Regions from separate parts of the Mus musculus genome. Here regions 2, 3, 4, 5, 6 and 7 are each linked to region 1. The links are chromatin contacts, called in public HiCAR-type and promoter capture Hi-C maps. All regions are on one chromosome and are shown on one strand. Each heading gives the region's core, a stretch centred on a gene start, on an enhancer-like site or on the middle of the called end of the contact. The rest is flanking DNA. Distances are from core to core; before and after follow the strand shown. Region 1 holds the start of Ublcp1 (ubiquitin-like domain containing CTD phosphatase 1). Region 2 holds the start of C1qtnf2 (C1q and tumor necrosis factor related protein 2). Region 3 has its middle 20 kb from the start of C1qtnf2. Region 4 holds the start of Ccnjl (cyclin J-like). Region 5 holds the start of Pwwp2a (PWWP domain containing 2A). Region 6 holds the start of Adra1b (adrenergic receptor, alpha 1b). Region 7 has its middle 30 kb from the start of Gm12153.

Region 1 (3,017 bases), core at 301-2,800:
CTAGCTGTGCTGAGCTGAGCTGAGCTGAGCTGAGCTGAGCTGAGCTAACCGGTGCTTGGACGGGCAGGGTAGTCTGGAGACCATGAGAGTTTTTTGACCAGTGGTTCTCAACCAATACCACTGACTTAAATTTGATGAAGACTTCTTGGAAGTATCATCAGAATAAGGAAAGAGACCTAACAATGTCCACTTTAACCAGTCTTTTTCTACCACCTCTGAGGTGGTAGAGGCTGAGCATGCTACTCCTCTAGGCTCTTCTGTTACCGGCTTTAGAAAAACCTGCCAATGGCATGGGCCCCATGCACTTAACAACAGGCACTACTTCATAAAGAACTTGTGCTACAAATGGTAAAGACAAGTTGTCAAATGCCCCAAGACTCTGGGCATAGAAAAAAAAAAAAGGTTATACAAACCTTTCCAGCTTAAGTTCTTAAAACTTTTTTTAATTTTTGAATCTCATTTCATCACTACTGAGAATCATGCAGGACAAAAAAAGCATGGGCATTTTTATACTTTCTCATACAATGCTAATGGTTTATCACATTTGTCCCCCAAATTGGGGGGTGGGAGTGGGTGGTGATGGCGATCCAACTCAAAGAGGACATTTTTATGGGATATGTAATCAACGTATGTTTATACTGGAGTTCTGCCTAACATCCTGTGTTGGGTTTGCCTAGTCTCTTACCTCTCTAGCCCTCAGCCTTCCAAACCCAGAGATGAGTCAGTTCACATGTATGTGTTTTGATAAGCGCTAACACCTGACAGCATTTGATAAGCCGCGAGGAGCTAGGAGAACGGTAGCAGTGAGGGCTGAGCACGTTAACTATCGCTATCTTAATCTTCACAATCCTGGACTAACAAGCGACCTCACTGTACAGATTAGAAACCTGCAAAATAAGTCACAGCGACTCTCGCCCAACACCGCATCACGAAAAGCAGCCAACGGCGGCAATTTCAAAAGTGACAGTGTGAACTTTTCATCCAGCCCGGCAAGAGTGAGCGTGCGGTGCTGGGCCGCGGGCCCTGGCGCCGGCCCGCAGGAGCCGCGCGGGGTGCAGCCCGGACTGCCCCGGGAGTATCCCAAGACAGGCAGAGTCTCAGAAACAAGCTGCCTCGGACGCCTTCGACAACCCGCGTGAGGGGAGGACAAGACAGACCCTGCAGGAGCGGGGGACGAGGCCCGCGGACGCAGAACATTCTGGGACGTGGGAAGCCTTGGGGTCAGGTGAGAAGGCCGGATGCGAAGGCTGCGGCCACGACCCGCAGTGCGCCGGGACAGGGGCCTCTGGGGGCCAGGCGGGACAGCTGCAGTCCCAGCCCACCCGGACCGCAGCGAGACAAACCACGGGGCGCATGCAGTTCAGTGGCATCCCCCGGCCGCAGCGTCGCCTTCACAGGCAGGCGCGCCGGAGAACCCCGCGTCCTCTCACCTGGAGCGCGGCGGAACCAGCTACAGCGGACGAAAAAGCCGGCCGCAGCGGAACCTAAGGAGACCGGAAGCGAGGGGCGGGACCGGAACCGGCGGGCGGACCGGAAAGTGTGGTTGAGACCGGAAATGTGTTGTAGGGGAGGGGGAAATGCGGCTGCCGCTTGTTTGGTTTCTCCTCCGATGTGACGCCTGCGGAGCCCAGGCCGGCCGAGTGTTTTCCAGACTTTGACCTCTGTGAAAGAGACCCCTCCCGGTTCTTGGTGGCCGCCGCCGGCTGTTCTGCGCATGCTCCGGCCCGGTGGCGACTTTTTTTTTTTTTCCACCAGAGCTGAGCTTTGCGGAGCCCTGTGACTCCTGTGGCAGTGTCGCGTTCCGAATGAAGCCGACCTTTGAGGACTGAAGAGGAGACTTTTCTAGAGACGCAAGGAGCCAGGAATATAATTTGCCCACTCCAGGGGAAAGCCGGCCAAAGTGATCCAAACACTCATGGAACAAATATCCGTGTGACAACGGTGTTCCAGATCTGTGTGTCGGTCGGCTCCACCCACTCGTGCTTGCTTTGCCTCCTTAAATGCAAGGAAAGCTAGTTCTCTTTACAGAAGAATGCCATGCTTTCATAGAAATAAATGCTGCAGCGTTCGAAGTCACTCGGAGAGACCGGAGACTCCGTTTAAATTATAGTTATCCGAGTTTTTCTTCTTAAGCAGCCGCTCTCTTTAGTTCCTGTGAGCTAAAACAGGAAAGGGGCTTTTAAGGGCAGTTACAATTACTTCATTTCTGTGGGATTGACAGCTATGTGAGGAACTGCCTCACCCCCACCCCCCACCCCCTGTGCGTAATGATGAGCGGAGTTCGCAGAAATCAGAGCCAGCAGTTAATCATTTCATAGCAGTTTTCCAATTCATGGGGAAGGGGCAAGGAGTCAGAGTTGCTAGGAACTTATCTTTTCGGAATTTAGAATGGGTGCCTCACATAAAGTGGAGTTTTTCTTAGCTATCAAAGCAGTCTCCATTTGAACCCCTGGAGGCGGCTCTTGCCTGTAATCCCAGCTGAGGCAGTAGGATAGTGCATAAATTTGAAGCCAGCCTGGGCATAGGGAATTCTAGTTCCAGCCCTGGGATACAGACTGAAACTCTGACTCAGACAGAAGAAAGCCTCAACGGGACCTAACCCTTCTCATCCATTCAAGAAATTCCCAGTGTTACTTGTTATGCAAAAGAAAAAAGAAAAGAAAGACCTAAAAAGTAACTTGAAGAATGTTTACATCATCAGCCCCTAGATAAGTATATCTGATACTTTTTAAAACTTCAAATTCAATCTTAGAGACCCATAAGAGGCGTGGCCACCTCTTGACAGTTGTTCTCAGACTTCCTGTGCCTTGGTACAAACAGACCCACAGAAAAATTAATGTAATTGGAGGGAGGGGGAAAACATGGTTTCTCTATGTATAGCTCAGGCTTGCCTGGAACTCACAAAGATCCACCTGCCCAAGTGCTAGAATCAAAGGCATGCACCAGCATGTATGGCTAAATTAATGTCATTTTAAAATTATAAAAACACAAATCCAAAACGTTTTCTTAAACCAGTT
Region 2 (3,017 bases), core at 154-2,653, 1.0 Mb before region 1:
TTTAATTTGTTGAATAAACATTGAGCCCACTAGCATGTCTTTGTATCATTACTTATTTTGTATTATGCAATATAATGCTAATATATATGATGGTATTAATATAACATTTATGATCACTACAAATTATAAATTTATGTAATATCAATACTGATCTCTGCATAGCTTGATAACTTCCTAAGTGTCTTATGGGTGAGTGTCACAGCTAAGGGAAGGAAGGCAGGTGCAGGTGAGATCATTATTCTTCCTCTGACATCTCTGAAAGTGAAATACTGTCTATGCAGTCCACTGACGTGTCTAGGGGAATGCAATCAGCATTGGACTTTGGAGGCATTTCTGCATTAAAATTCTGACTGTAAAGTCTGCATCTTGTGACAGCTGTTAGCCAGATGCTCCTGCTGCTCAGTGGGGAATACTAGGAGCTAGAAGAAGGGAGCAGAGGAAGGAAGGGAGAGGTGCTAATAACAGGCCTTTGGTGTTTCTTCTTCTAGTGTCTGCTTGTTATCTAACTGAGATCTCTCTGATGTCTTGGATGCTGAGATCACCCAGGGTGTTCTCTCTCTCTCTCTCTCTCTCTCTCTCTCTCTCTCTCTCTCTCTCTCTCTCCCTCTCTCTCTCTCTCTCTCTCCATAACTTGAGGTAGACCTGAGAGTCAGAAGGATAAAGAAGAAACTCATCTGCAGAGGACAAAGAGAGAGAGAGAGAGAGATGAGGGCAGGGACATATATGTTCCCATCTGTGTGGACATTGACATCCAGAGAAAATCCTCACGTGTGTACGTGTGTACGTGTGTGTGTGTGTGTGTGTGTGTATACAGAAAAGAAGCCACTGAACACTCAATGTCACCTCACACAGATACTTAGCCACTATCAGACACACCCAGTATACTCCCAGTTACACACTCAGCTCAGTCTTCACCATGAATCTGCACATGCATACTGGGGTCTGACGTATATTTGAATGCATAACCTACACACACGCACACACTACTACTACTACTACTACTACTACTACTACTACTACTACTACTACTACTACTACTACTACAAAACATGTATGTATACCTTATAATCACTGTCCAGTGCACGAACATTCAGTGAACAAGGAAATGCTCTCTCCTGAGACAGCCTCGGATCCACCAAGAGATAAATGCCCACGTGTACACACAGATGGCTCTGCAGACACTGGCGAACACCGCAATAACAACGACTCGTGTACTAAACCTTCAAATGCTCTGACAGCTTCTACACACATAAATGCATCGACACACCCAAGTTGCCCCCATCGCTAAAAGTCTTTCTAAAATCCGAAGGGAAAAAGAAGGCCAGCTGCTAGCCAGCGCACGTGACCGGGAAGGAAGGCACTCCCGCCCATGACGGGATGGGAAAACTATGCCTGGGGCCGGCATCTCTGGCTGCTGCAGGCAGGACTGAACACCACCGGAGCAGCGACGTCGGATGGCCCTGGATGTGGCTCGGTGCACAGAAGGTGAGTGTAGTGCCCCTCAGGACAGAGAGTGGGGCGGACCTGGAAGAACCTTGGATGCTGCAGGCGCGAGATGAGGTAGCAGAGAGCTCGCCCCGGGATGGGGATAGACATCGGGATGGGCCCCTCTCCACCTCTGCCTCCCTCGGGCATTACAGCCCGGATTCAAACATTTCTAAGGAGCATGCCATGTGCCAGGTTCTGACTGCTGGCTCGCAGGTTAAGAAAGAAAAGAGCCCTGAGGTTTACTGAGAACCTATTTGGTACCACGCCCTCAGGCCCTGAACTTGTGTGCTTTCGTTTCCATGACAACGACTTATCTATCTTCAAAGGAGGAACTAACTTTAAGGACAGGCTCTGGGCTGCACCGGCAGCAAAGGTACTTAACTCTTTGTGTCCAAATTGGACGCTTGGGTTCACAGAGTTAACCTCAATAGGGCTCATTATCTCTTTATCTCTGGACATTTCTTTAAATACATTAAAATGGGGAGAAGGGTGGTGCAGATTGTGCTCAGAAAGCTATAGTAAATGACAGTCAGAAAATTACATCAAATTCTTCACAATTCTCTCCTCTCCCCCTGCTTCATCAAACTCCTCGTCTCTAAGCCTCGTCTTTATTTTCGTTAGAGCCAGGGTCTCCTATGGCCCATCCAACCTTGAGCTCACTATGTAGCTGAGGGATAACCTTTGACTCCTGCTCCTCCTGCCCCTGCCAATGGTGTGGTAGGATTCCCCGTGTGTCACCACGTCGGATTTATTCAGTTCCAGGGAGCAAACCCAGGTTTTTTTTGTCCATGCTGGCCAAGCTCTCTCCCTGCAGAGCCATACTCCAAATGCCCTTGCCTCATTTGTATCTCTATACAGTTCACATTTTCTACCACCACTGCCCTGGGATCCACTCCAGGAACCTCAACACCCAAACTATCACAGTGGCTGATGGTGGTCTCCCAGCCCATCCAGTTCCTTCTGTAACACACGAAGGCCTTCGTACATCTCAGTGTGGTGCTCCTCTGCCGTGACCATAAAACTGGTCTGCAACATTCCAGAGCTCCTTCCCGTAAATGACTGTCTGCCAGAAACTATACACAGCAGACCAGCAGCGTTAATAATGACAAAGGCATTTAGAATTATTAAAAATCTCTCTTCCCACTGTTTTACTTCGGCTCTCCCATCTACACAGGATTATTTGGTATCTGGTTGCTACAATCACTACTCCGCTCTCCACCACCAACTAACTCAACCCCTCTGCTTGCTCATCTCTCCAGACATCGCCTCTGCCCTTTTCTGATTTAACTAGCAAAGCACACTCGAACGTGCGACGGCTTCCCAGATCATGACATTTGTTCCAGTAGGGTGAATCAGAACTCTTTACACAAGTTCAAAGTCATCTTTGAAGCTACTTGACTCCATGAAGAAGTCAGCAAGATCCCCCAAGAAATTTCTGTGTGTGTGTATGTATGTGTGTGTGTGTCTGTCTGTCTGTCTGTATGTATGTGGATGTATCTGTGTCTGTGTATCTGTATGTCTCTGTGTAT
Region 3 (3,017 bases), core at 160-2,659, 980 kb before region 1:
ATCTGATAGGGTCAAACATTCAAGCAGCTTGCGCTCACTGCCCCCTGGTGGATACTCATGGAACAACAGGTAGGGCATGGGCTGGTCCTGGGAAGCGTGGGCCCAGTGCTAACAAAATAAGGTTTATTTAATCATTCTCACTGAGTCCACCACAAATGCAATGGGGTGGGTAAGTGTCTAGAAACCAGGCAGTACTCTGTGGCCCAAACAGATCAACAGGTGGGCAGGGGTTCTGCCCGGGGTCCCCGCAGAAGGGTCAGCCTCTGAGATGGACTGGCACCTTCATTTGTAAACAGTTTTTTCTTTTCCTTTCTCTAAAAAAAAAATTTTTTTTAAACCAGGCATGATGATGAGAATCCCAGCACTCAGGAGGCAGAGGCAGGTGAATCTCTGTGAGTTGGAGGATAGCCTGATCTACATAACAAATGCCAGGCTAGCTAGGGCTACATGGTAAGACCCTCGTTCCTAGTCCTGTCTGTGGCTTCTTGAATGCCTTGAGAAGCTGGGCCTGTTTGCGGTCTTCCCTTTATGTAGGTACTGAAGAAGACCTAGAACTTGGTGAGCCTTTAATCCAAAGGCTCTCTCTCCTTCAATACACTCTTTGAAAAGCAGCTTCCCGCCTCACGGTTTTCGAGACAGGGTTTCTCTGTGCAGTCCTGCTGTCCTGGAACTTGCTCTGTCAACTGGGCTGGCCTGGAACTCAAAGAAGTCCGCCTGCTGGGATTAAGGCCTGTGCCACCAGACCCCAGTTCAGTGCATTCTTTGAAGGGCAGCTACCCCCTTCTGAAGCAGCCTGGAGAACCCCACCTCTGATCATGACAGTGCAGAGAGCTTCCAGCCCACACTGACAGACAGACCTTAGGTCTCCCCTGGCAAGTGCGTGTTGTACTCCGTTTACATAAGGGCTTTTCCTCTGCAGGTTGATGATCAAAATTATGGCAGGGGAGAAGTCTGACACCCATCTCAGACACAAATTTTAAAAGATGACCAAAGACTCAATAATATATACAGATAATATTTTAATAGAGAATGTTAGTAAATCAAGATTAATACAAAAACAAAGAGCAAAAGTCAAAGTTGGGATTGACAGGGCTGGAATTAGGGTGAGGTAAAGGAGAGACAGTGCGGGGGTGGGGGCGAGTCGGTTCTACAAGTACAGAATGCATCAAAGTTACATTGGAGGCTTGACAACCACCCCCCCAGCCTCCCCAGCTCCCCAGCCCCCCAGCCCCAACCCACTCTCTCCTATCCCCACCCCACTCTTCACCCCCACCATAATAGGAAGAAACGGCTTCCGGGCTGCATGTAATTCTTACTTGTGCCACTAGAGGGAGCACACCTACCGCACAAACCTCCAATAAGCCACAGGGGGCTGGAAAAACCAGCAGGCCTCTGCAGCAGACAGTTTCCTAGCCTCAGAGCCCAAGACAAAAGGGAGAGTCTCAGGCCAGGGTTCTAGGGTGGCTGTGATCTTGTGCTGGGAAAAAAGAAAAAGAAAGAAAAGGAATAAAATCAGTCTCACCTTTTCCAGACATCTGCACTTGGGACAGAGTTTTGAGCTCCCTGTTTGTGTCAGAGACCAGCCTGAGATGGGGCAGGAGTACCAGCTCTTGTTAAGCAAGAACGGGGTCCAGTCCTGAGTGTCTTGGGGTCCCCTGTGTGGTTTGGGTGATAACGTTTGTGACTTCAGCAAAATGAACGGCTGGGCCAGAAGATCTCAGGACCAATGTAGGCATCAAATGTTGATCTCTCTCTCTCTTCAAAGCAGTCAGGAAAGGACGACAACACACGCACAATGAGTAGCATTGCTGAGGGAATCAGCCAGCGTCTAAATCTCCACACTCAGGCCTCTGCTTCTACTGAAGACGTGTGTGTGTGTGTGTGTGTGTGTGTGTGTGTGTGTGTGTGTGTACACGCATGCACACACTGAGGCCAGAGAAAAATAGCGGGTGTCCTGATTTACCATTTCTCATCTTATTCCCTTGAGTCCGAATCTGTCACTGAACTTGGATCTCTGCTGATGACTGACAATCCCCAGCAATCCTCCTGTCTCTGTCCCCAATAGAACTAGAGTGACAGACTTGTGTTCATGCATGCCAGGCTTGTATGTGAGTTTGGGGAAAATCTGTATTTAGGGCCTTTTCTGCCCCTAACCTGCTTTTCTGGCCAATGCTTTTACACACTGAGCCATCTTCCCACCCCTCAGTGAAGACTTCTGTTATAACAAATCACTGTCAAATCTCCTGAGCTACACTAGAAATGGCGGCAACGTTTACTGAACACTGGCAGCAGGCCGCCTTTGATGTGTGCGGACTGCTCCACAGTTCACACTATTGTCAGCAGCTTCCAAGACCACCAACCTCACTTCATAGACACGGGGAAGCAGAGACCACAGATAGGGGGCCCCTGTGAGCAGGTCTGTCTACCCCATGCTTCCCAGCGGGAGGAGCCTGATAAACCAGAACTGTCTAGGCTTTGACAAGTTTCTGAGTAGGATAGAGTTGGTTCCGAGGGGGTCTCAGGTCAGACCTTTGAAGCCATTTGGTACCACAACCTACCCAGGCTTTCAGAGCAGTGGCTCGCCTCTCCTTGGGACCCTCTGATTCCATAGTCTGAGAGTCACAGACCCAGCTCCTTGCACATGGGTCTGATGACAGGAGACCCTACGTTAGTGTAGCTCCCTCACTCTTCAAGAGCTATACCCTTTCCCTGCTGTAGAAACAGAAGCCTAAAAAGAACTTTCCAGAAAAGGCCACAGATAGCTCAGGGAAAATGCCACACCCTCCCCCACCCCACATTTAAGACATTCTTCATCTACTTCCTAATTTTTTCCCCTCACATTAGTGCTAATTTAAAGACAAGATCAGAGCTGATGCCGTCATCACCACAGCCAGCTTCTTGTGTCTGCCTCACACAGAATCTTCCCGCTGAGGCTGGCAACCCTCCAGCATGGTTTCCTAGGGTGAGTCATTTACTACACAAGCAGAGCTGCACATGGAGGTCTCTGAGATCAAAGA
Region 4 (3,017 bases), core at 150-2,649, 940 kb before region 1:
CATCTGATTCTTCATGAAGGTCTTAGGTCACATTGATCTAAAGATATGCATACATGATTGCATATATATCACATTTGTTTAATCTCAGGTATTTTTTAAATTTTTATGAGGGCTCATAAATGCTAAAACTTCTTTTCAGTACAAGTTCATCAAAGCTAAAAAAAAAAACATAGAAAAACAAAACAAAACAAAACAAAAAACCCTCAGCCTAGACAGGGTTCAAACTTCTGTGTAACTCAGGCTGCCCTTGAACTCCTAACCCTTAAGCTACAGACAGCCTTCTGAGTGCTAATGTCGCAGGTATGCAGTACTATAGTAGCCTTTCAAAACTAAATTGTATTTTTAACCCGTAAAATTTTACTTGCGGCTTGATGATGGTGGCACACACCTTTAGTCCCAGCTCACAGGACTCTGTAGTCCTACAAGACCTCCCTCAGATCGCCAAGTTCAAGGCCAGCCTGGTCTACAGAGCAAGTCCCAGGACAGCTGGGGCTACACAGAAAAACCATGTCTCAAACCACAACAAATATCTATCTTGTAGAAAACTAGGCAGAAACTAAAGTCTTTTTCGTGTAATTATTTATTGACTGGTGACTTTCTAACGGGCCTAGTGGTAATCCTCTTTCGTGTCCTTTCTCATTTAATCATAATGTATCCCCAGCAGATTATTGTAGTTTGTATCCCTCTATTACCTAAAGCCAAGCTCTAAGTGGTTAAGACACTGGGTGAACAAAAACACCCAGGTAGTTGGTGGACTTGATTTTAAGTTAGTGGGATCACCAAAGGGCTCACAAAAATCAGCACAGCAGGATGTTATGCCATTATACTGCAGGCTCCAGAAAATGCCTTTCTGAAAACAAGTAAATTAAAAGGGCTTTCTATCCCGCAACCTGCCACAAGGACTGTTTCCCTGCAATGCTCAGCATGGATGCACGCTTAAGAGTACAATAAGATACTCACTGAGCCCTCTTTATAAAGAGGAACTCGTGCGTATCCAAGGGTGTCTTCTCTGGGGCTCCTGTGGGAATTGTTTGAAAATCTACCTCCCCATCGCAGGGCAGGCTGAAAAAGAAAGAAAGACAGGTGGAAGCGTCTGCAGGTTGGCAGGAGCAGCGCATGCGGAAGTCAGAACTTTCTGGGGGCGTCCTGGCCGCTGGATCCACGCGCGGCACACGCAGGTGGCGCCGCGTCCCCCGCGCTCCAGGATCAAGGGGGCAGGGTCACTGGGGATCGCCCCCAGAGTCCCAGGGAAGGTGAAGCCTAGCTTTCTGCCCGGGCGAGGGAGGAGGGTGGGCAGGAAGCGCAGCTCAGCGCCGGGGAAAGAAAGACTGCCATTCCCAGCCCCCCGCCCCGCGGGGCGCGGGGTGCTGGCGGCGCATGCGCGAGGCCCGGCCCCCAATTCCCCGAGCGAGGGAGGGAGGCCCCCGGCGGCCCGAACTGCGAGCCGCGGCGGGACCGAGCGCACGCAGGGGCGCGCCGGTGGCCGGGCGGGACGGGCTGCAGAGGCAGCGGTCGCGAGCACGCGAGGCCAGGGACCGGGCGGCCATCGGAGGGCACTACGTACCCGGTGCGGGAAGGGACCCACCACCCGCGGCCCCCCACGCCGGGACAGCGATGCGTGAGTCTGGCCCCGGCTCGAGGGCAGGATGTGCGAGCAGGACAAAGGCTAGGCGGCGGGGGAGGAGTTGGGGACTCTGAGCCAGTGACCCAGCCAGCCCTGGGAGAGCTACTACAGCCCGCAACTTTGCAACTTTTGCAGAGGGGCACATTGGATATTCTGCAAGTTGTTGCACACAGTTCCAGATAGCCCCAGGTTGGGCGGGCGGAGGGAGGGGAGCGGGGACACTGCTGGCTCTTCAGGACAGCGGGCGACAGCCAGCTCCACGGTGCAGGGCAGGAGGGGGCGCCCGTCCCGGACTGGGACAGGGACCGAGGAGGATCAGGGTCACTGAGGGCAGGGTGAAGGAAGAGTCTCCGATCGCTGAAGCTCCTGGTGTCCTCGCAGGGTGCGCCCCGAGATCCCGGTAGCTTCATAACTGCGGCGGTGATGGATGAGCCGTGGTGGGAAGGGCGCGTCGCCTCGGACGTACACTGCACTCTGCGCGAGAAGGTCAGTTCCTCCCCGCCCTTGTCACTCGCAAGGACTGGGTATTTAAAGTCACTTTCGGTCTCCTGTGGGTGTCTTCAGGATGCCCCGCATGGGAACTCAGCACTCTTGGTGCCCTTTTATTTGTGCGCCTGCTCTTTTACCTTCATGGGGAGTGTGGTCTTCTTCCAGGCAAAGGACCTGGAGATCCAAGAACTTGAAGTCGGTTTTTCACCAGCCACCTAAATGAAGAATAGTTCGTATCCCATTGGATTTCCTCCCGAGGTTACTTTACATGGTACAAGAATGGATTAAAAAAAAAATACTGTGTATCCATTACAGTGTGTAATTCAAAGACACATAATACCACCTACTATACATAATGCTGATTTTCCCTATCATTGTAATGATGTTGTAGCAATTTCTTTTAAAATATAATTACTAGACTAGTGCATAGCTCAGTGGTAAAGCAGATGCCTAAATAAATCTATGCAAACGTAGTAAAGTTACAGTTCGGTGTAAAGAAATATTAGGTAGATGGTGGGAATTCATTGTTAAGGCAGGAACTGAATGAAATTTAAAAGTCTGGCCTGGGGGCAGTCCTAGCACTGTGGAGACAGCAGAAGGATCTCCACAAGTTCAAGGTCAACTGAAGCGTCAGGAGGAGCTCCAGGAAGCACAGGGCTACACAGTGGGACACTTTGTCTCAAAACGAGAGAAAGAAAAGACACACTAGCCTTAACCGAAAGAGGTTGCAGACTAGAAAGCTAAGGGAGAAAACACAAACTCCCCTGCCAGTTGGCCTCCTGTGGTAGAAGGTGGGCTGGCTGAAACTTGATCCCCCTCTCAGTTCACCTCCTGTTGCTGAGGCTGCTGTTGGCCACTGGGAAACTGGGAAAACCCAGAGGACTGAATGAAGGCTTTGCCTCTT
Region 5 (3,017 bases), core at 184-2,683, 790 kb before region 1:
TGATATATAGTATTCAATTAATCTTTGACATTTCATTCTTCCCTCCACGTTGGTAAATATCTTCTTTCTCTTTTGTAGGTGTTTTCAGTGCCTCTGATTGCTCCTATTAGAAAGGACTGACTGAGGAACAATCTGCAAGAAATGAGTACAGTGGCTCCTTCTAGACTTAACAGATTTCAAATAGAATTGGTCTTTAAACGCAACACTTGGGAGGCAGAGAGAAGGAGGCCGATCTCTGTGAGTTCCAGGCAAGCCAGAAGTACATAGGGAGACGCTGTTTCAAAACAAAAACCCAAACCACAAAAACAAGGACCTTAGGACACTGGAGGGCTCCCCTAGCCCTCATCTTTTCTTTCTTGGGATGGGATCTCAGTTTGCAGTTGAGTCTATCCTGAAACTGTATTAAGTCTGGACTAGAATTTTGCCATTTCTGCCTGTGCCTCCCAAGAGCTGCCCCACCGGCAACTATGCCTAGATTTCTTTCTTTCTTTCTTTCTTTCTTTCTTTCTTTCTTTCTTTCTTTCTTTCTTTCTTCCTTCCTTCCTTCCTTCCTTCCTTTCTTTCTTTCTTTCTTTCTTTCTTTCTTTCTGCACACGGCAAGGAAGAGGGTAAGGAAAGAAAAGGCTTCAATAGTGAACTCTTTCCGTGGATCTAAGGACTACAGTCAATTTAGCATGCCAGTTGTCTGTCTTCTCGTTAGAATTTTCCTTTTTTGAAATTAGCAGGTTCCTAGAGTTTAGTCCTTTATATTTTAAAGAGTGAAACCAAGGAAAACACCGCTTGTGTGTATGCGGGAGCTCCTGTCATGTGGTCATGGAGAATGTCTTGTACATCGCCCTGTTTCCAGCACCTCGTAATCTGACTAGTGAATAGGCACCCAAAAAGTGTCTCAGGATTATTTTCGGAACTTTAGTTATCTTTCCCAACAGAAGCCTGTTGTGCCCACACTTGGCCACAAGCAAATCCAAGCCTAGAAATAACATTTATTCTAAGGATCTCTGCGCAAAGATTCTTGGGAAGTGGTTCCCTTTCTGCATTCTCCCGCTATTCCCCCCTTGGGGAGTCTTTGAAAGAACTGGCACGACTCGCGTTTTCTTCCCTTCTCCCACCTCCGAAGAACGGGCCGAGTAAGGGCAGGGGCATAAACCAATCCTAAAGCGGTATTTCCCCTACTAACCAATAGATACAGGCTGTAAGCACAGGGCGCCGCTTTTGCCATCCTTCAGCCCGCCCCTCAAACTCCTTTTAGATTCTCCACTTGACAACTCACCTGACCAATGGGAAGTTCCTACTCTGAGGGAGGGGGCGGGACTCAGCCCGCGACAGACGGCTCCTTCTGACCAATGGGTTGACAGAAGTGCGGAAGGGGGTGGAAGGCGGAGCCAATGGCGCGGTGCCAATCACGAGCATCAGGGAAAGGGCGGGACGAGAGTGTTAGCGGGAGGGAGGGGAAGGCCTCGGGATCCCAGCCGCGCTGCCGCCGCCGCCGCCGCAGCCCGAGTAGGAGGAGGGAGAAACCAGCGAGAAAATGGCGGCCGTGGCTGCTGAGGCGGCGGCGACCGCGGCGTCCCCCGGGGAAGGGGGCGCCGGCGAGGCCGAGCCGGAGCTAGAGCCCATTCCCGGCAGCGAAGCCGGCACCCCCCTCCCGGTCACGGCCACGGAGGCGGCGGTGCCGGACGGCGAGGCCGACGGGCGCCAGTCCGCCCCTCAGGCCGACGAGCAGCCGCTGCCGCCACCGCCGCCGCCGCCGCCGCCGGGGGAGCTGGCCGATAGCTCCGAGGCTGAGGAGGCGAAGCCGCCCGAGCCCGCGGCTGTCCCGGTCTCGCCGCCCGAGCAGCCTCCGGCCGCCCCCGAGCAGCCCGAGGACGCGCCGCGGCCGCCACCAGCTCCGGCGCTCGTGCCGCCGGCGGGCGGGGACTCGGCGGTGTCGCACCTCATCCCCGGCTCGGAGGTGCGGGTCACGCTGGACCACATCATCGAGGACGCGCTCGTCGTGTCGTTCCGCCTCGGGGAGAAGCTCTTCTCCGGGGTCCTCATGGACCTATCCAAAAGGTACCGTCGGCCCCCCAACTGCAAGCTGTCCGCTCCGCCGCGAGGGAGAGCGCGAACCCGAGCTGCTCCCGCCCCGCCCTCGGGTCCTGCGCGCCGCGCCGCTCTCCGCGTGGGGCGCGCTCCGCGTGGGGCCGACGCGCGCGGCCCCGGCCCCAGGTGTGCAGCTGGGGACGCGCGCGGGTGCAGATGGCTGGCACACCCCGCCTCCGCATCCCCAGCCCCCTGCGACCCTCTGGCTTGCGCACTGGGGCAGATGGGTTAATGCAAAATGCAGATGGATCCCCTAGAGAAACGGGTGCTGTGGGGGGGGGGGGGGGGGAAGAGGTGCTGCGGAGGCATCTCCCTGTCCTCAAATCAACCTTTAACTTTAGCGGGGCTGAAGAAAGGGGTGTGTGCTTTGGGCTTCCCAAAAGGTTACCTGTCAGTTGTTAAAAGAGGAAGAGCCTAGAGTTAATGAACCCTTTTTTAACTGTTATTAAGAACTGCTGGAAATAGTTTCTCGGAGGATCACTCTTTAATAAGGAGGTACCTTTTGCTAATTTTACTTATAGCTTAAAGAAATATTGGAGACGGGATAGGTCCCCTGTCTTTTGAACATTTACTACCCAAGTGGTGGGTTTACAAAGGAATGTTCGCATGACTTTTTCTTTGGCAGTGATAGAGATTGAGTCTCAAAAGATTTCCGAGACGATGTTTACAGTTAAATTTGTTTTGACTAGAAGGTTGAGTTCACCTACAAACCTCTGTCTTATCCAGTATATTTTCACCTTTTGATTTAAAATGTTCTGGGCACTGCTTTAAACAGGTAAAGAAGGTAATCTGCTTTCAGTCTAGAGTTAACCTTTTTATTCTCTTCTTTTGCAGATAGGAAGTGCAGAGACTCCCATTCATGGCTCTCCATTCTGTTTCCTGCAACAGCACACACACTCTGGTGTCTCACCTGTTTGGAAATGGCTCTGTGTGTT
Region 6 (3,017 bases), core at 284-2,783, 630 kb before region 1:
ACACCTGAGTTGGTTCTTAGCCAGTTCCCCAATCTGCAAAGCCCTTGCAGAACAAATAGTATTATCCAGTCTCCAAACACACACTGATGGCATAAAAATAACCAAACCCACACAAAAACTTTGGTGTGAGATCATCAGGAAAACCAATGTAGGTCTACCTCCCCTCTGCCAGCCCCCAACTTACCAAGTGGGAGAGCGATGAAGAAGGGGAGCCAACATAAGATGAACATTCCGACTACAATGCCCAAGGTTTTGGCTGCTTTCTTTTCCCTGGAGAACTTAAAAAGTTTGACAGCTATGGAACTCCTGGGGTTGTGGCCCTTGGCCTTGGTACTGCTGAGGGTGTCCTCATGAAAGTTCTTAGAGTGGATTCTCAGGGTCAGCTCTTTGGAGTTGGACATTTCCTTCATGACTCCCGCCTCCAGATTCTTGGTGGTCCTCTTGGCCACGATGTAGACTCGGCAGTACATGACCAGGATGACCGCCAGTGGGATGTAGAAGGAGCCCAGGGAGGAAAAGAGGGCGTAGAAGGGTTCTTCTGTGACCCCACATTCTTTGTCGTCATTGGGCGCAGGTTCTTTCCATCCAAGGAGAGGCCCGATGGAGATGACCGTGGACAAGACCCACACACTGAGGAGCGCCAAGATGGCCTTCCTGCGGGTGACCAGCGTGGGGTACTGCAGAGAGTATCGCACCCCAATGTAGCGGTCAATGGAGATGGCACATAGGCTCAGGATGGAGGCCGTGCAACACAGGACATCAACCGCTGCCCAGATGTCACAGAAGATGCGCCCCAGCACCCAGTAGCCGAGCACTTCCAGGGTAGCGGAGAAGGGCAGGACTGTGAAGCTCAACAGCAGGTCAGCAATGGCCAGGTTGACAATGAAGTAGTTGGTGGGCGTCCGCAGGTGCCGGTTGCAGGCCACCGACAGGATGACCAAGATGTTGCCCACGATGGCAAAGAGGATGAAGGCGCCCAGCACCAGGCCCACAGAGATGGCCCTGGTGACGTCCAGCTGGGGCAGTGTGGAGTTGCTCGAGGTCTGGTTGGGGCCAGTGAAGTTGGCATCTTTCAACTCTCCCCAGTGGGCAGGTGCTGATGTGTTGTGGCCGGTGTCCAGATCGGGATTCATTTTAAAGTCCGCCCTCCATAGCCAGGGAGGAGATTGGGCTCGGAAGGGCTGCGACCAAAGCTCCTCAGCTGCCCTGAAACTTTGCTCCCTCCGTGGTCTTCTTTCCAGAGGCGTCCTCCTGGCGAGAAGTCATCTCCCCCGGGCAGCCTAGCCCGGCAGCACGTCGCCTGCCTGCACCCAGCGGCTCGCTCGCCTGTCAGAGGGAGGAGGAGGAGAGAGGGGACGAGGCGGCAGCTCCAAGTTTAATGGTCCACGTCAGGCGCGCCTGGCCGGGCTGGCGCGGGAGCGCGGGGAGGAGCGGGCGCCGGGCCGGGGGTGCCCGGCTGTGCCCGGCCCGCGGCGGGTCTACGGACCGCGGTGCCTTCTCCGCCCAGCGATCGCGAGGAGGGTCTGCTTTCAATGAGCCGCCTCTGGGCTGACTGCACGGCGGTGACATCAGGCGGGGAAGCCCGGGCGCCCTGACTCTGTGCGGCACTAGGGGGCAATGCGGGTCCAGCCAAGGAGCGCAGCCCCGACGCCAGCGCCAGCCTAGTCGGCTTGGAGACCTGCCGCGCCCGGCACCGCTCCCTCTGCGGGGATGGGGCGGGGAGCAGAGCAGGGGATCCGGGTGTGGGCATCCCGGTTCATACACCCCAGGGGGCCCGCTGGGATTATTTTTTCCCCCTGTTCACGCTTCAGTTAAAAGGTAGGGTGGGGATGCTTACCTCTAATGGGGGCTCCTGGAGTCAAGCCATGGGTTCAGAGAGATGTGCAACTTCTACACAACTGGCTTCTACAAAAGGAAGAAAATCCCTGCGTTAGGCAGGTGACAGAGACTTGAGTCACATCTGAGACCAGGCGTATACTTTAGTTCCCCCTTGCAACCTCTTTGGCCTTGATAAAACCTAGAAACTTCTGTTGCTCATTCATTCGTTCAGTTATTCCCTGCACACATTCCTTCAGTGGATTGTTAATGTCCACCTCCAGGCAGTGGCTCCATTCTAGGCACTGTTCTCCAACAGTTAGAAGGGTACCCAGATTCCTGACCGGCAAGTGGAAGCTTATCAAACAAGCAAAATCTGAAGCGAGACATCTAATGACAGGAGTTTAGGAGAAGATTAATTGAGGACAGAGAAATGCAACCAGGGTATGGAAGAATATGAATTGGATTTTTTTTTTTAATGACAGAGTATGATGTAGCTCAGGTTGCCCTCCAGCTCACTGTATAACACAAGAATACCTTTGAACTCTTGATTTTCCTATGGCCACCTCCTGAGTGCTGGAATTACAAGCATGTACCGCCGTGGTTGGTTTATTTGATACTGGGGATGGAATTCAGGGCTTCGTGCATTCTAGGCAAGCACATACTCTACCAAGTGAGCAGCATCTCTAGGCTGAACTTGACATTTTAAGAAGGGGCTTGGGGTTGTCACTAAAGAGATAGTTGAGGGAGGGAGGGAAGGAGGGAGGAGGGAGGGAGGGAAGGAGGGAAGGAGGGAAGGAGGGAAGGAGGGAGGAAGGGAGGGAAGGGTGAGAGGGAGCTAGTTGTATCTCTGGGAGTAGAGAGTGAGGACTGATTGCCAAATCCTGGGGAAGGGACTTGGGGGGGGGGGTCTTGCCTGTTGGCTCTTTTCTTGTATTGCCTTGTATACATGTAGGCTATTAGGCTACAAACCCTATTTCCAGAGGTGGGTAATTACAAAAAGGAAGAAGAAAAAAGTCAAACCAGGGAAGAATTTTCTTGTTTGTTTGTTTGTTTGTTTGTTTTTAGAAAGAAGGTCTTCAAAAAAAAAAAAAAAAAAAAAAAAAAGAAAGAAGGTCTTCAGGTTGGTTTTGAACTCAAGATTCTCTGTCTCCCAATACTTAGATGCTAGACCATGTGCTACGTTCATGCTGCCTTTTCTC
Region 7 (3,017 bases), core at 357-2,856, 540 kb before region 1:
TGCATTTAACGATGTCCCCAAGAGGTATGGGGGCACAGTCAGGTTTAGAGTCAGGTTAGAACTTTGGAAGGCCACCTGAAGAATAGATATGACCTAGGTTTCCTCCTCTTTATTGGGGATTCAGTCCAATGCTTAGTTCAAATCACAAGAGTACAAGAAATAATCTGTGGGCCTCTGTGTGACACTATTTCTGTCACATTTCCTTTGCTCTTGTTGCATGTCACATCTGAGGCATGCCCAGCTCCAACATTTGGTCCATTCTGTGGTTGTGAAGACTGAGGCAGAGCTGGGAGTGAGTTTAAGTGTACAGGTACTGGATGCCAGGCAGAGTCAAGTTCCAATTCTGGGCTTGCCTCTCGGTCCACCTTGCTTCACAGCCAGACAGTAAAAAGCTGTAGATTCTTTTTCTTCTTGGGTACCTGGTAATGGTTTGCCCCTGTGTCCCACGACTTCATTCCCTAAAAGTGGTGTGGATACAGGTTTTTGTTCAGCTCATGTGAGCATGGTGCCACACATTAGGCTTCTGTTCCCTTATCATTTCCATTCCCTGCTCCTCCTGAGACCTACACTGCTAGCATCTTAGTTGTATTACAGATGGCAAAATTTTTGCTTCAAGTGAGGAAGGTGCTTAAAGGTAGGGGAGCAGGGCAGGGGGAAGGTATAGAGAACTTTTGGGATAGCACTTGAAATGTATATAAAGAAAATATCTAATAAAAAATAATCAAAAAAGAAAGAAAGGAAGGAAGGAAGGAAGGAAGGAAGGAAGGAAGGAAGGAAGGAAGGAAGGAAAGGAAGAAAGAAAGAAAGAAAGAAAGGAAGAAAGAAAGAAAGAAAGAAAGAAAGAAAGAAAGAAAGAAAGAAAAGGAAGTGGGACTGGAATGGGAGGCACCCATCTCTCCTTCCTGGCAGCACCGATTGTTCTACCCACAGTGCTCTCTGAGTTTGCACAGCAAACTTCTTGACATCTTCCATCTCCATTCCTAGAAGTTCCTTCCCTTGCAAGCCATAGCCCTTTACACTCATTTGGACCTACTCTTCTTTTGGTAAGATACTGCCGCAGCTCCTGAGCAGGTAGCCCCTGTGTGTGCAGGAGCAGTTTGTAAGTTGTCCCAGAACAATGATTCCCAGGGAGTAAGTGCCCAGTAAGTGAGCATAAAATGAACACAGCTCACTGTATAGCTTGACTCTTTCACCTGGGCAGTATCTGTACAATGGGGAGACTCCAACATGACTCTTTTATACCCTAGAGCATCTAGGACAGTTCCAGAAGGCTATGCTGTTAGTATTTGTCCCTGTAAAGCTATGTGTTTCCCCCAGTTACTCCTTTGCTCATAACCTTTTGTTGACAGTCCAGATAAACATTGGTATTCTGTCTCCTGGCTTTCTTATTTCCGTGTAGGACAAGAAGAAGTGAAGTCTCTGCATATTCCCTGCTTATCGCACCTCAGGGCCCTGTGCAGATTCTTGGTGAGGAGATACCTGACCTGAGAGGACACCATGGACTGAGTTCCACATCTCTGTCACAATGGCTCCTCTGACTACAGCCCGGTCCTGACTCACATGCCTGGCAGAGGCCCATGGGAGGCCAGAGCCTGTCCTCTCTCTGGATCCTTGGCACAAACCAGTGCCAACAAACTAGAGGAGGAATCTTTGCCTTTGAGGTAGGAGCCAGCAGGGCTGTTGCAGATCGGCTAAGAAAATAACTCCTCCCAGTCTCCTGAGGTTCAACCAAGGGCAACAGCCAGAGTGGGATGGGCCGATCTCCCTGGGAGGGCCGGAAGCTGCTGGTGATAACAGCGGAGCTCAGGTGAATGCTTTCTGGTCAGAAGCTCAGATGTGAAAGTCTATGACTATGCTTCTGTTGACAGGCTGGAGTCTCATGTTCATCTCTTGGCTTGGCATCTGCATGCTGTGGCTTACAAGCTGGGTGGGCAGGGGCTCGTTTGTACAGTTTCTTACAAGAGCACAGGTAGGGGTTATTTACAGGAGCACTTTATCTTGTTAGTGGCTAACGCCACCGAAGAGCATAACTCTTCGTCACTCCAGCAACCACTAACTGCCTGTATCACCCCACGGAGGGGTGGAGCCTTGGGAGGTCTTCATTCTTTCATAAAGGAATATTGATGGGACAAGTCATGTATGGGTCTTACACAGATAATTACAGAAGCTGAGTATTTTCATGTGCAGTGGCCACATCCTGTCCAGAGGGCAGCATTCCACAACATTCCTTCCTCTGTCTCTTAGATTCTTTCAATTCCCTCTTTCTTGGTATTCCGTGGACCTTGGAGGGGCTGATAAGAGAGGGACACTCCCTTCTGTTTCCAGGGATGAGGAAATCCTTTTGGTTTGATTAGATGAGAAGAGGGGCTGAGGACCTTTCTCTTCAGTAGCCCAATCCCAGGAGGGCTAACTGTATTCATGGTTCACCACCCATCTGTTATAGGAATCTTGCCCTTGAACCCTTCATCTTTAATGCTATGGATAGGAGAGGATTTGCTGCAACATATTTATGGTCTGGAAGCTTAGTCCCCAGTATGGTACCATCAAGGATATAGAACCCTTAAGAGGAGCTCAACCCACAAATGGATCAATGCTGCCCTACAGTTGTGCATCAGGTCTTATTAGAGAAGCTCTGTTAGAGAGCCTGGCCCTTCTCCAGGGCTTTGCTCCCTCTCTCAATACTCATGGTCTCTCACACATTCTCCTCCCATCTGCTGTGTTGGACATAGCCAGAAGCCCTTCCTCAGGGCTCGAAGAGATGGGCCATCCAGTTGTAAGCTCTCATCCTCTAGAATTGCGTGCTAAGTACACCTCTTTTTCTTTGTAAAGTACCTAGCTTCTGGCATTATGGGAATGGAAAGTGGATGGAGACATTTATCATCACCCAGTTAGTCTGAATTTAATTCCCTGTAAAGGTAGAAGCAGTTACACCATCAGGGTCACGAAAGTCAGCCTTAAAGCAGGAGAGGCAAATAAGAGGGGGGGACATCATGACTGGGAGGAGAGTCTCTGAGTCC

The links. Promoter capture Hi-C pulls out the DNA fragments that hold promoters and counts their contacts. HiCAR-type assays count read pairs that join an accessible place to other places.
Region 2: a contact with region 1 is called in a promoter capture Hi-C map of embryonic stem cells, with 7 times the contacts expected there. The contact joins the promoter of C1qtnf2 here to the promoter of Ublcp1 in region 1. A contact is called at or near these places in 3 of 39 promoter capture datasets (embryonic stem cells and maxillary cranial neural crest), 2 of 484 Hi-C or Micro-C datasets (cerebellum and ventricular fibroblasts), 1 of 115 datasets of contacts at active chromatin or transcription factors (astrocytes) and 1 of 9 other capture datasets (adipose tissue).
Region 3: a contact with region 1 is called in a promoter capture Hi-C map of hippocampal neurons, with 4 times the contacts expected there. The contact joins the enhancer-like site here to the promoter of Ublcp1 in region 1. A contact is called at or near these places in 2 of 39 promoter capture datasets (embryonic stem cells and hippocampal neurons), 1 of 484 Hi-C or Micro-C datasets (stem cell-derived neural stem cells), 2 of 115 datasets of contacts at active chromatin or transcription factors (astrocytes and embryonic stem cells) and 2 of 9 other capture datasets (adipose tissue and embryonic stem cells).
Region 4: a contact with region 1 is called in a promoter capture Hi-C map of embryonic stem cells, with 5 times the contacts expected there. The contact joins the promoter of Ccnjl here to the promoter of Ublcp1 in region 1. A contact is called at or near these places in 9 of 39 promoter capture datasets (the 3T3-L1 cell line, HPC-7-derived erythroid cells, cranial neural crest and 4 more), 1 of 484 Hi-C or Micro-C datasets (embryonic stem cells), 4 of 115 datasets of contacts at active chromatin or transcription factors (astrocytes, embryonic forebrain, neural tube and 1 more) and 2 of 9 other capture datasets (adipose tissue and liver).
Region 5: a contact with region 1 is called in a HiCAR-type map of astrocytes, with 6 times the contacts expected there. The contact joins the promoter of Pwwp2a here to the promoter of Ublcp1 in region 1. A contact is called at or near these places in 14 of 39 promoter capture datasets (the 3T3-L1 cell line, the C10 cell line, the HPC-7 cell line and 10 more), 4 of 484 Hi-C or Micro-C datasets (CD4 T cells, embryonic stem cells and muscle stem cells), 9 of 115 datasets of contacts at active chromatin or transcription factors (the 230-238 cell line, astrocytes, bone marrow-derived macrophages and 6 more) and 3 of 9 other capture datasets (adipose tissue, embryonic stem cells and pancreatic islet).
Region 6: a promoter capture Hi-C map of embryonic stem cells shows a contact between it and region 1, with 3 times the contacts expected there. The contact joins the promoter of Adra1b here to the promoter of Ublcp1 in region 1. A contact is called at or near these places in 4 of 39 promoter capture datasets (cranial neural crest, embryonic stem cells, maxillary cranial neural crest and 1 more), 1 of 484 Hi-C or Micro-C datasets (embryonic fibroblasts), 2 of 115 datasets of contacts at active chromatin or transcription factors (astrocytes and embryonic stem cells) and 2 of 9 other capture datasets (adipose tissue and embryonic stem cells).
Region 7: a contact with region 1 is called in a promoter capture Hi-C map of liver, with 2.3 times the contacts expected there. The contact joins the enhancer-like site here to the promoter of Ublcp1 in region 1. A contact is called at or near these places in 2 of 39 promoter capture datasets (3T3-L1-derived adipocytes and liver) and 1 of 115 datasets of contacts at active chromatin or transcription factors (pancreatic cancer cells).

Annotation. Positions count from the first base shown.
Region 1 is chr11:44,468,998-44,472,014 of GRCm38.p6, forward strand. It overlaps Ublcp1 (ubiquitin-like domain containing CTD phosphatase 1), which reads right to left and starts at 1,551. Exons shown (of 11, transcript NM_024475.5): 1 at 1,431-1,551.
Region 2 is chr11:43,472,903-43,475,919 of GRCm38.p6, forward strand. It overlaps C1qtnf2 (C1q and tumor necrosis factor related protein 2), which reads left to right and starts at 1,404. Exons shown (of 4, transcript NM_026979.5): 1 at 1,404-1,485. It also overlaps the pseudogene Gm12151.
Region 3 is chr11:43,492,837-43,495,853 of GRCm38.p6, forward strand. No RefSeq gene overlaps it. Among named protein-coding and RNA genes, the nearest start is that of C1qtnf2, 20 kb to the left of the region's middle. Within about 2 kb of position 1,410, at least 52 of the 459 cell types and tissues checked have an H3K27ac peak or open chromatin away from gene starts, as enhancers often do. A contact at or near this core is called in hippocampal neurons and stem cell-derived neural stem cells, where this site is marked.
Region 4 is chr11:43,527,350-43,530,366 of GRCm38.p6, forward strand. It overlaps Ccnjl (cyclin J-like), which reads left to right and starts at 1,400. Exons shown (of 6, transcript NM_001045530.2): 1 at 1,400-1,618; 2 at 2,006-2,110. The coding sequence starts at 2,048.
Region 5 is chr11:43,680,565-43,683,581 of GRCm38.p6, forward strand. Pwwp2a (PWWP domain containing 2A) reads left to right here and starts at 1,434. Exons shown (of 2, transcript NM_027557.1): 1 at 1,434-2,052. The coding sequence starts at 1,529. Gm34963 (a long non-coding RNA gene) reads right to left here and starts at 1,500. Exons shown (of 2, transcript XR_388594.3): 1 at 1,271-1,500.
Region 6 is chr11:43,834,956-43,837,972 of GRCm38.p6, forward strand. Adra1b (adrenergic receptor, alpha 1b) reads right to left here and starts at 1,534. Exons shown (of 2, transcript NM_007416.4): 1 at 185-1,534. The coding sequence starts at 1,133.
Region 7 is chr11:43,927,730-43,930,746 of GRCm38.p6, forward strand. No RefSeq gene overlaps it. Among named protein-coding and RNA genes, the nearest start is that of Gm12153, 30 kb to the right of the region's middle. Within about 2 kb of position 1,607, at least 52 of the 459 cell types and tissues checked have an H3K27ac peak or open chromatin away from gene starts, as enhancers often do. A contact at or near this core is called in liver, where this site is marked.